2 separate regions of the Mus musculus genome follow, and region 1 is linked to region 2. A link is a contact called in public Hi-C data. All regions are on one chromosome and are shown on one strand. The core of a region is the stretch at or near the end of the contact, and the rest is flanking DNA. Distances in the headings are between cores, read along the strand shown. Region 1 holds the start of Gm36287 (a long non-coding RNA gene). Region 2 overlaps Gm46343 (a long non-coding RNA gene).

What was found. Hi-C and Micro-C count contacts between places; a contact is called where the count stands out from the background.
Region 1: a Hi-C map of liver shows a contact between it and region 2, with 1.9 times the contacts expected there. The contact joins two enhancer-like sites. A contact is called at or near these places in 2 of 484 Hi-C or Micro-C datasets (liver and nephron progenitors) and 3 of 115 datasets of contacts at active chromatin or transcription factors (CD8 T cells, bone marrow-derived dendritic cells and embryonic stem cells).

The regions. Positions count from the first base shown.
Region 1 is chr12:25,139,418-25,145,218 of GRCm38.p6, forward strand. It overlaps Gm36287 (a long non-coding RNA gene), which reads left to right and starts at 123. Exons shown (of 9, transcript XR_003950180.1): 1 at 123-149; 2 at 308-1,440; 3 at 3,835-4,042; 4 at 4,970-5,801. Within about 2 kb of position 4,219, at least 54 of the 459 cell types and tissues checked have an H3K27ac peak or open chromatin away from gene starts, as enhancers often do. A contact at or near this core is called in liver, where this site is marked.
Region 2 is chr12:25,307,719-25,313,537 of GRCm38.p6, forward strand. It overlaps Gm46343 (a long non-coding RNA gene), which reads left to right. Exons shown (of 3, transcript XR_001780576.2): 3 at 2,639-3,527. Among named protein-coding and RNA genes, the nearest start is that of Gm46343, 6.9 kb to the left of the region's middle. Within about 2 kb of position 2,848, at least 105 of the 459 cell types and tissues checked have an H3K27ac peak or open chromatin away from gene starts, as enhancers often do. A contact at or near this core is called in liver, where this site is marked.

The DNA.
Region 1 (5,801 bases), core at 2,969-5,468, 170 kb before region 2:
GTTAAGGTCTCCCGGGAGTGTGCATTTGGCTTCCAGTCTTCCTTGAGTAATTTGGAGGACAGTGAGGGACTGTGTGTGAGTGAGTGGGCCTGGCCCGTCAAGCTGGGGCTTATGGGTAAGAAGGGTTGGAGACAGTGCTGGAGAAGAAGGTAGTCCTTTTCAGAGTGTATTTTTGGGGGTGGGGTGAGGTCGGGGGTGGGGGGAGGTTGTTTTTTTTTTTTCCTGGCATATATTCTGCAGTGGTCCACCAAGCTGTCTACTCCCGACTCCTGTGCATCCACTAGACTATGTCTTTGCATCTTCTAAGGTTGTCTGCAGTCCTGCCAACGGTTCTTGGTAGCATTAGAAAACACAGTGGCCTGAGAAACAGTGAGGAGCAGTAAGTGTCGGGTAAGTGGTGGTTGGAGTGAGAAGCTGTGTGTGAGAAACTGCAGGCACGGCCCACGCCCATGCAGCACCCGAGAGGAAGCAGGGAAGTGGGCTGTGGGCTTGGACCATTGTTGGAATGAGAGAGAAGGACCCTTTCTCAGGAGGAATTCTGATGTGCAGTGTGATCAGGATGTGAGCTGAGCCCCCAGAGTAGAACTGGCTTTGAGAGGGTCTCGCTATAAAGACAAAAAAGCTCCTGCCCTGCAGGGTTGTACACACCATCTGGGAAGCTTGGGGAAGAGTTTCTGCTTCTAGCCCAGGCCGGGCTGGACTCCCAGGGGGTCAGGCTTGGACTCATCTCGAATGCCATTAGGTGCCCAGGTCATAATGGAGGACTGAGGCACAGGAGTGAAGTCTGGGCTGTGGAGACATCTGCAGACATTCCAGGCCCAGCCCTCTCTTCCCCCTGGAATGGGCTTGCCTCAGACATCCTCTTTAGCTCTCATCCCTCAGTGAGGTCCTTATTGACAATTCATTTAATGTTCAACCCACCTCCGCCCTCCACGTCCGCCCTCTCCACCCGTTTGACTTCCCCCATGCCTCTTCTCCCTGTGATCTTTAACCTACTGCGTAACTTATTTATGTACCAAGCCTGTCATTGATGGTCTGTCTCTCCATCCAGAATGTAGGTCCTCAAAAGTGTTTAGTGGAAAAATGAGGAAATGAGAGCCCTAAGTCTGGCTCTTGGGGACAGAGACAGTTCTTCTCCTACCTCTTCTAAGGAAGAAAAAAAAAATAAGTGTGATTGTTGGAAACACAGTGACTCTGCCAAAACACCTAGAATCAGCTCCATGGGCGGGAAGGATTTCCGTCAAATTTTGGTGTTCTGAGAACTGATTTGCCAACAGATGTGATGATGAAGGCTACCCTGCCAGGTGGAGGTCACGAGTGTCTCTACCACTATCTTGTGCCCAGTTTATCTGTAGAGTTGACTCCCCTACTCTCCTCACAGAAAAACTGAGGCTCAGGGGAAGTTGCATGGCTTGCCCATCAGGGATCGGTAGCTTCCAGGTGAGATGGTTGCTCAGCCTGCTTTGACTCTAGGAGTTTCCAACTGTGCCCTCTGTCCTAGTCCCTGTATCCTTTCCCACTGTAAACAGCCAGAGAACCATGTCTTCAGGAAATAAAAGTGGTATGTTCTCCCTAGGTGGAACATCAGGGTTCTCTTTTCTGTTGCTTAGCCTCTGGGGGATGACGAAGAAAAGAGAGAGAGAGAGGGAAAGAGAGAGAGAGAGGGGAGAGGGGAGAGGGGAGAGGGGAGAGGGGAGAGGGGAGAGGGGAGGAGAGGGGAGAGGGGAGGAGAGGGGAGGAGAGGGGAGAGGGGAGGAGAGGGGAGAGGGGAGGAGAGGGGAGGAGAGGGGAGAGGGGAGGAGAGGGGAGAGGGGAGGAGAGGGGAGAGGGGAGGAGAGGGGAGGAGAGGGGAGAGGGGAGGAGAGGGGAGAGGAGGGGAGAGGGGAGAGGGGAGAGGGGAGGAGAGGGGAGAGGGGAGGGGAGGAGAGGAGAATATGTCTGAAGCTGGTGTACTACAACTCCGGTTTGAGGTACTCAGGGCAGGTACTCTGTCTTCCGCCTGGTGGAGGCTCAGAAATTCACTTGCTCACAGCAGGGGGCCAGTGCCTTGACCTGGATTCTCTGTGATGGCATAGATGCTCTGTGTACACACCAGCCTCCACGCAGGAACTTGGACTGTGATCCAGAAACCGCAGTTTCAGTAAAAATCTGTAAATCAAGTCCCCACAGCGCTGCCTTGTTAGATGCCATAGAACTACATTGCAAAACGGGAACATGCTTTTTGCCCTAGGTGGACTTGGGAAGTAGAGGAGTTTGGTTCATCTTTACTGGTAGTTCTAGCACGCTGTAACTTTAATTTCAAAGGGATTCTTACTAAACCAGCAACCGTGAGTCGGTTCAATTTAGATGAGCCCAGCCCCGTGCAAGGAGCTTTTGTGATAGTCCTTCCTGTTATACGTGAGAGACTAGGCAGGGAGATGGGACGGGCTACTCACAGTCCCCAGTGCACAGGGGGCTTTGGAGCTGTACCTCATGGGCTCCACCTCCCTCCAGAGCTCAGCAGGTTCACCTGTGTGACTCTCCAGTCATCTAAGCTGGCTTCCAGGCCCTGCAGCCACCAGCTGCCAGGAAACAGATTGGCTTGGTAAAAATATGTGTGTGTGTGTGTGTGTGTGTGTGTGTGTGTGTGGTGTTCTCACAGAATCTGAGAGAATCACACCTTCACTTTGACAAAAAAACCCAACAACAACAACAAAAAAAAAAACCCCAAAACAAAACAAAACAAAACAAAAATCTGTTTGGGCTGCTCCAGTAATCACTTTGTAACTGGTGGCATAGTGGGCCATATGTCTGCAAAGTGGCTAACTGGGGAGGTACACCCTCTCCAACACACCTCAGAAAAGCCTCTTTGCAGTCGACCAACTCGATTGTATAAATATGAGGAAGGCCAGGTCTCTGTCCTGAGAAACATCCACGAGTCCAGTCACTGTTGGCGCTAAGATGGCGGGGCTGGAGGTTCGGCTTTGTAGACTCTGTAGCCCTGGTGTGTTCCAGGAGCAAGTAGCCCACAAGATTAAGCTGAGGGGTTGCTTCTGCATCTCAGCCTGAAGGTCTGAGGCAGGCTTCCACCAGAATGAGGAAGGTTCCAGTTTGCAGAAAGCAGAACTTTGTTAGGGCTTTTGATTTCTTGGGGGAGGCTCCAGGATTCCCTGGATGCTGGCATTTCAACTCTGCACGCTGCTGTGTTTGAGCCCCTTGATTGACAGGAGTTCACAGGTGAGAGGAGCCACCCACTCCTCACTCTGGAAGGAAGCCCATTTCCAGGGGACTGCTGGCCTTTTCTGAGTAGGACTTGAGAGTTCAACTTTGGAGCTGTTGTCCCACGGAAGCCAGTGTGCACATAGAAAAGTGACAGCCCCCTTGGAGAGTCTGAGGACAGTCCCTTCTCTCTGCATCCTTCCCTTGGAGTCAGCTCAGATAATCTGAGGACATAGATCTTTCTCATCGCCTCATGTGACCAGAAGGAAGCCTGTTCGAGCTGTTACTTATCTCCTTCCTGTGGGATACTTGACAATATGAAGAGTTTATTTGGGCTCACAGGTAATAGGGGGCTTTGGAGAAATCAAGACCACCAATTCATGGTGAGCATTCAGAAGTATTTAGAGATCAGGGGCTAGGAATTAAATCTGGAGCCAGTATGCTCATCCAGAGCGTCACCGGTTTTCCTTTTCACTGTCTTTTCAGACAGGGTCTCATCAAGTTGCCCAGGCTGGCTTGGAGCCCAGCTTGGTACTGAACTTGGGATCTCCATACCTCAGTTTCCAGACTAGTTTGGATGACAAACCTGGTGGGCTGATGCCAGATTAAGTGCTGATATGTCTCTATATTTTCCAGAAAGCTTTATAATCCCCACTGACTGGCCCAGCTCTGTGCCTCAGCTAGAATGTAGCAGAACCCTGCCTCATCGGGAAGCCCAAGGAGTGAGCAGAGCCCTGCTATTCCAGTATTTCCTCCTGAGGCTACAGTTCCAGCACTCCAGGAGGAAGGATGATGTCTGGAGAGGCACAAAGGCGTTTTCTGTTCTGGGTAATTTTATGTTCAGGTACGGTTAATGATCAGAGCCAAAATAAACTACCCAGGAGATAGGAGCATCAGTAAGGACCTAAAAACTCCTCCTGTGGCCAGCAAAGGAAAGCTGGCATGGTGAGAGCATGGCTTTGGCTAGCACAAAGTCTCAGGGTCCCTGGGGTTACACAACCGGCCAGCTCTAAACCAAAACCAAAACCAAAACAAGCCAGAGGACAGTCATTACACCCTCATGTTATGAGCAGTGAGGGGAGAGGCTTGGGGGTTGCCCTGGGCTCCATCCTCTGTCTTTCTGAGTCAATCTCTGTAACAGAAGAGCCTGGCTAAACTGTCATTGTATAGTGCCAATTGGCTGAGGCTTCCTTCTCCAGGGCAATGAGAAGCAGGCACTCAGGCTCAGCAGGACTCAAGCTCTCTTCTCTAGCTCCCCCCACCCGGGGGCTTGCTCAGTTTTACTTCTTGAAGAATGTCTTCCAGCCCATCACCATGTATTTGTTCAGGGAACTGACCATTTCAGAGTCTTAGTCTATGTTCTTTGCTAGAAACTGTAAGAGTCACATGGGCAGTTGGGAACTAGTGAGGCCTCGGTAGTCCCCAGAGTACTCTGTGCAGGATCCCTACTGTATTATATACCTGGCTGGAACATTCATTGATTGGGCTGGGTTGGATTGGCCAGGCCTAGCTGCTGGAGAGATTTCCCTGTTGTGTTATATTTTACTATTTCTGAGATCCACATGATTATCTCTTTTTAAAAGGTTTTTAAAGAAACGTAATAAAATATTGAATCAACGTCTCATCATTATATACATGTATGGGATATGGTATGATAATTTAACATTCATATAACCTACAGTGACCAAATCAGCATTCTTAGGTCCTTAACAGTTATCCTTCTTTGTGTTGAGAATCTTCTAACTTCCTACTCTGGTTCTTTATAAAATAGGTAACAAGTCACTGTCAACCCCAGTTGCCCGCCATGCTGAAGACCTCTGGGCCTCGGTCCTACTTTCTATCTGCACTTGGACCTTCGTGGTCAGTACTCAATTCTACAGGCACAGGAAACACATCCACACCTCTCACCCTCTGCCTCCCGACTGCGAAGTCTGCACTTAACGAATATCTCTCTTATCCATGCAGGAGAGATGGGGGAGTTCCCACGAATCCCTGCCCAATGTCATCCAGAGTGTTAGAGGACACTCAACCCTGGTGATTCAGCAGCTCACTATGTAGACCAGGCTGGCTTTGAATTCACAGAGATCCACCTGCCTCTGCCTCCCAGAGTGCTGGGATTTAAGGCATGCACCACACCTGGCATGCTTTGTTTTTAAGTCATACCTTCAGTTTAACATGGCTGGAGGCCTGCGTTCCACCCAACAGGTGCTCCTGTGGTGTGCTGGAACTTCTCCCAGCCCCCTCCCCCTGTAGAGGTCAATCAAATGCCCTTCAGTTTATTTGAGTGTGTGTGGTGTGTGTGTTTATGGTCACCATGCAAGTGGATCTGGTTGGAAAGATTGCTTGCTTGGCTTCCTCGAGGTGTCCTTCCTCCAAGTTGTAAAACTATTCACACATAATCTACTTAAGCACACATTCAAGGCTGAGATTGGTGGTAGCCTAAGGAAGAGAAATTGCTTGATGTGTTTATTGTCACTGTCTGCAAAGGATCGGTGACTCCTGGTCATGGGACACAGAGCACTGACTGCGGATCTCTATGACTGGAATTCCACAAGGCACAGAGTTTTGATCTGTGTGGAGTTTACCCAGGGACAGCCACAGAT
Region 2 (5,819 bases), core at 1,598-4,097:
ATCAGGCTCCTGAGTCTATGATCGGCTGTAGACGGTGCCTTCTTTCTCCCCTAGCAGCATGAAGAAGCTAGTAGTGTCTCCTGGCTCTGTGTCTTTATAGATTTGCCTCAGCATGTGGCCAGTGGGAAGGCTTTCTGTATTGGAATTCTGACTATTGTGCTGTAGGATTCTGCAGTCTGGAGGGGAAAGTGTGGAAGGAGGGAGAGAGGAGGGATATGGAGGAAGGCATGGAAGGAGAGGAAGAGGGAAAGAGGAAGAGGGCCCATGTTTACAAGCCTTTGCTTGGCAATTGAGGCAAGATTCCGAGGTACCATTGCTTCTGAAGGTGGCTCCTGCCCATGGCTTCTAAGGGACTCCTGAGGTATCTGTTGGTCCTTCAGAGGAAAGCTGCCCCTGGGGTAGTGCAGAGTCACAACAAGACCAGCACACAGGCTCAATATGGCTTGCAGCTCTCACCATAGCACACATTCAAGGCTTTCTCAAAGGAAGCATTTACTTGGCATTCCCATATTTAGGTTATGAAACCAACTCAATGAGAGAGAGAGAGAGGGGGGGGGAGAGAGAGAGAGAGAGAGAGAGAGAGAGAGAGAGAGAGAGAGAGAGAGAGAGAGAGAGAGAGAGAGAGAGATATTGAGATTTGCAAGTGTAGATTTCTTGTAGAAAATCGATCAACTTGTTAGGGCCTCTCTCTGGGGTTCTTCAGGATTTCAAGTATCTGTGCTTGCTAACTCAGTGAATCCTTACTGGGCATCTACTACAGGCTGCTGGTAGAAAGCAGAGACTGAGAGGAAAGTGATATGCAGTCTTAGTGGCACAAGTTTCTAATCTAAAAGAAACTCTAAGTTGTAGCCTCATGCCAGTCAATGGACAGTAGTTTTCCTCCCAGGAAGTAATGGGAACCTCAGATCTGTTAAATGAGGTCTGTGATAGAGCTGTGTGTGGATTGAAAGAGTTAGTGTGTTGCAGTTTAGAATAGCATCCATACCATGAGAGGTCTATAGATGCTGTAACTTATATAATTTTCATAGCCTTGTAAGATATGACTTTGATCAGGATTTTACATGGAAGAAACCTGAGGCCCAGAGCAGAATGTTCTGCTTGTCCATGGCAGCCTCAGCCTTGCACTTTGAAGCATGTCTGCCTAGCAGCCTTTTTGGTGTAGCATCATTCTGGCAGAGTGTACTCGAAGAAAGCACACCAGTACACAACAGTAAAGTGTTGCCAGCCACTGTCTTCCTCAGTGTCTAACATTCCCCATTTAAGTATTGGCTGCAATGTCAAGATATACATCAGCACCGGGGACCCCAACCTACTTTGTGAAGACCTTTTTTTTTTCCCTTCTATATTTTCCCTTCAAATAAGAAGAGTGCTGTTTTCTCTATTTAAAAGTTTAATCTAGTTTCTTCCCCAAATATGCCTTGTAGCCTACTTTAATGTTCTCACTCCAGAAGTAATTATACCCTGGACCATGAAAGCACAAATCAGTCCGAATAAGGAGAAGAGGAACCACACCAATAGACATGACTTTAAGCTATCCTCCCCTTCTGGCTGCATGTACCCTCATCACTCCTGAGTATTGCTCTCTCCCATGGTGTTGCTTTAAATCTTGGATTGCTCTAAGGTCTATTGGCCTTGGCCTTCTCCCCTGTGAAAGGGGGACTGACAGGTTTAGCAGGTGTCTAAGCACCAGATACTAGGGCGAATACAGTATTTATGACAGTTGCTGTTTTATGGCTATGGTGCCGTGAGTCATCTCTCTGTCTACTATGTTTAAGTCCAAGCAGAATCTGGGTCCAGTCTATACCTGAGACTTCCTTCATGTTCACCCTTGTAGCCCCGGTCTGGGACATGACGAGGCAATGAACCAGTTGAGTTAGGTAAAGGAGTTAAGTTGCGATGATGACTTCCTTTCGTGCTAGCTTTCCCATCAATTTTTTGCCCCTTTGGAGCTTGCTGAGGGTGGAGAAACCCTATGAGGCTTACCTTGTCATAGGGGTCATGGTTGATCTCTGATCTCTGGTCCCAGATCCAATCCCATGATTAATAGATCCCAGATCATCTTGCTAGTATCTTTCTGAGAAATCAGGCCACACCTACTCTTCTCAGTCTCCCTCTTTCTGGACAGAACAGCTGACCTCCCCCTCCCCCTTATATCTGTAAGCAAGAGTTGCTTCCCTCCCCATCACCCAGACCCAAGGCAACCTTGAATTGGACTCCTGTCATGTGCAGAACCCATCCTAATGCATGGTAGGTACAGTAAGTAGGTCATGCAGAGTGGAACTTAGCCCCCCCTTCAACAGAGGCCTACAAGAGCACGTTATTGTCTTTGTTCCCATAAAGCTGAAGGCTCCTTCTGTCTCCTTCTGGACCCCATCATGTTGTCTGTGACACAACGCTGTACCTCCTAACCTTTATAACTAAAGGGAACTGATGTCTCCACGTTCAGCATCACTGTCATGCTATATATAACAACTGTCTATATCTAATGTTCTCCTACTTCAGAGTCCCTTCATGGCTGCCATGGCCACAATGCTATAACTCTTCTAAACTGGTTGTTTTGAAGAAGAACTTCATCTCGGCTTTGTACCACAGGTAAGATCATCTATGAGTTAAAATAGTCTCCACCACTCTCCTACAGGTCATGAAGTACCCTGCTGAAGGAAGTTGGGGAGGGACTAAGCAGATGACTGTGCCTGCGCCTGGACAACCTCCAGCTTTTCGAGTGAAGTGCCAAGGTCCTTCTGTTGCATCATGACCACACTTGTTTTAATTTACTTTTTTGACACAGGGTTTCATGGACCCAAGGCTGCCCTTGGCTGCTTTTCATAGCCAAGGCTGACCTTAAACGTCCAGTCCTCTGCCCCCATTTCTGTGGTAGGTGAGCACTGGCTGAGCAGCAGTCCTGCCCTATTGCTTCTAATCTTAGCAACCACCAATTTACATAGATTGAGTCTCAGATCCCACTTTTCCTGTGAATGCAGAAAGGTTTGGCTGTGGATCCTTGGCTGGCAGTGAGGGTAGAAAGGGATCAAGTTACAAGCCTTTGGAAGACTCCACTTCTGTTTATAGCAGGGTGGCGGCTTCCCTTTATTAGAGGAGGAAAATTACAGTCCACTTAAGGGAAGTCACACTGCAGTCCTGCTGTATCTCCAAGACCCCCTTTCTCTTGCACTTTTCCTGTTTATCTCTCCTGCTCATTCCACGTTAAGAGTTTTCTCACCATCAAGAGTTTATATCTGCACCTTCATAGAGTATTCGTTTGGGTAGATTTAGGACAGATAGAGATCTAAAAGTAGCACTTCTTTTTTTTCCCTAGACAAAAACCCAAGGGAAATTTAATGACTAGCATGTGAGGCATTGCCATTGCTATGTGGCTAGCTTCCTTTTCTTTCTATGGACCTCTGAAAACCTAGGTCTTTTTGTTTTTGAGACATGGTCTTCCAAAATAGTCCAGACTAGTCTTGAACTTTCAATCCTCCTGTCTTACCTTCCCATTCCAAGTGCTGGGATGTACCCAATAAGCTGTTCTATCTATCTATCTATCTATCTATCTATCTATCTATCTATCTATCTATCTATCTATCTATCTATCTGTCTGTCTGTCTGTCTGTCTGTCTGTCTGTCTGTCTGTCTGTCTGTCTGTCTGTCTGTCTGTCTATCAATCTATCTATCTATCTATCTATCTATCTATCTATCTATCTATCTATCTATCTATCTATCTATCTATCTATCCATCCATGTATGTGTGTATATACGTACATGCATTGGTACGTGTGTGCTGTGGTATATGTGTGGAGGTGAGAAGGCAATTTGTGGAAGGCTGTACTTTTCTTTTACCATGTGATTCTTGGGGATGGAACTCAGGTCATTAGGCCTGGCAGCAGTTGCCTTCTCCCAAGCCATTTCACCAGCCCCTAAAGTCATTGAAGGTAAAGAAGTACAAAGAGGTAAAGAAGCTGTGAGCCTCTTGAGTGAACTGATGGGTCCTTGACTCTTCCTGTTGTATAGAGATGGAGGCCAGTGAGCTAGCAGTTGGGAAGGCTCCTGAGAGAACACAAAGAACTTTGCCTCCAGTCCGTGTGAAACAGGTGAAGACGTTAGTCAGAACCCGTTGCTTTCAGTCAGTTTCACAATGGCTGCGCTCTGCCAGGGAACTTCCTCTACTAACCTGACTGTGGTTACAGGTGGCAGTGAGTGGCTGGAGAAGCTTGAGTCACAACTCACCACTGTGGGCCCTTCCAACAACCACCGGGCCTGTCTGGAAGTGCAACTCCAGGTCTGGTGGAAGTGAAAGCTGACTTAGGAGCCACCCGGGTCTATTTTGGGGGTTCTGTCTGAGCTCACCCCTCACCTATCTGAAGGGCTGGCTTAATGCGGTTTCCTTTCTACCTTTCTTTATAGAAATTAGCAAAGGCTTCCTCGTGGCCTTACCATTTGGTCTTCAGAAGCTCTGTGGACACTGGGGACCTTCACTGCTTTCCAGAACTGATATTTCGCTTTAAGTCTTATGGCCACTCCTAGAGTGTCCCTGAGTCCTGCTCTTCTTGCTGGGAGGTGGCTTGAATCTCAGGCTCTTAGGAGTTTCAGGGACTAGGGATTCTGACCCGATAGGATCTGGTTCCTGGGTCAAATCTTCCCCGCTTACCAGTGTCCCATGGTACTTTCTGCCCCCTCTTGTCTCCTCTGTCCTTCAGGAAGGGCAAAGCTATAGCTGAAGCAGCTGGAAGGTGATTGGAATATTTAATCATGGCTTCTATTTCTGGGTTTTTGACTTTTCTTGCCTGAGGTACAGTGAGAATGTAATACAAAATTTGATTAGAGGAAAAACTAGTGTAACCGGTTCAGCCTCTTGAGATAAAAATGTGGTAATATTACTTTCATACTTCTAATAAATGTATTCCACTCACATACACCCTTGCAGAGTACTCTCTTGAAGGTCTTCCATGATATGAATGCACACTTGTGGATGGGAGTTGGTCCCTCAACACGAAGGTTCAGTCAATGTTAAGCCATAAGGGGAAAGCATCTCATGCCTTGTGATGTAGTTGTGTATCCCTCCTGCTGGGTGTCACTCTTGGATGTAGATGGTCCTGCACAGCTCCACAGTGGCCACAGTACCAAGCAGCTGAGGTCCCATGTTCTCCGTTCCTGTAGAGATAAAGATGATAGCCCATAGTGACTACACAAAGATACAGTTCTTTCAGGTCTTAAGTTTTACCTGAAGTAGGGCTCAGTATTGGGGCTATACTCAGAGGAGGTATCTGGAGAAACTACCCTTATAGCAGTTTGACCCGGCTGTATATGTAGGATATGTGAGAGCCACCACAGTGGGCTTCAGGCTTTAGATTGAGCCCGAGTTGACACCTGGCTCTCAGTGACTCTCTAGTGTCTTCCTCTTTGGAACCCACGGAGTTTTCTCTCAAAGGCCTTGGGGCTGGCTTCTGGTCCTTTTGAGTGACCTTCATTTTCAGTGTCTGCATTCTCTTATGAATCTGTGAAGCTCTATTTCAATACCACTTTTTCATACCATGGGGAGAGGCTGTTTGCTTATGTTCAATACAAAATATTCACTGTCCCTCCAGGGAATCTTCCCTGAATGAAGAAGGGATGTTTGAAATGATGGTATCTATCTACCCCCAACAAAGTGTGTGGCTGTGACTGCAGCTGGGGGAGGGAGTAGGTGGCAAACAGTCTTTGGCATTCAGTTCTGGGAAATTCAAAGCCCATAGACTGAGATTTGCATGCCACATTGTCCTTGGTTTGTCTTCAGACCATTCAAGGCCAAAATCTTTCAGTCCTCACTGGCTGGAAGGTTGACT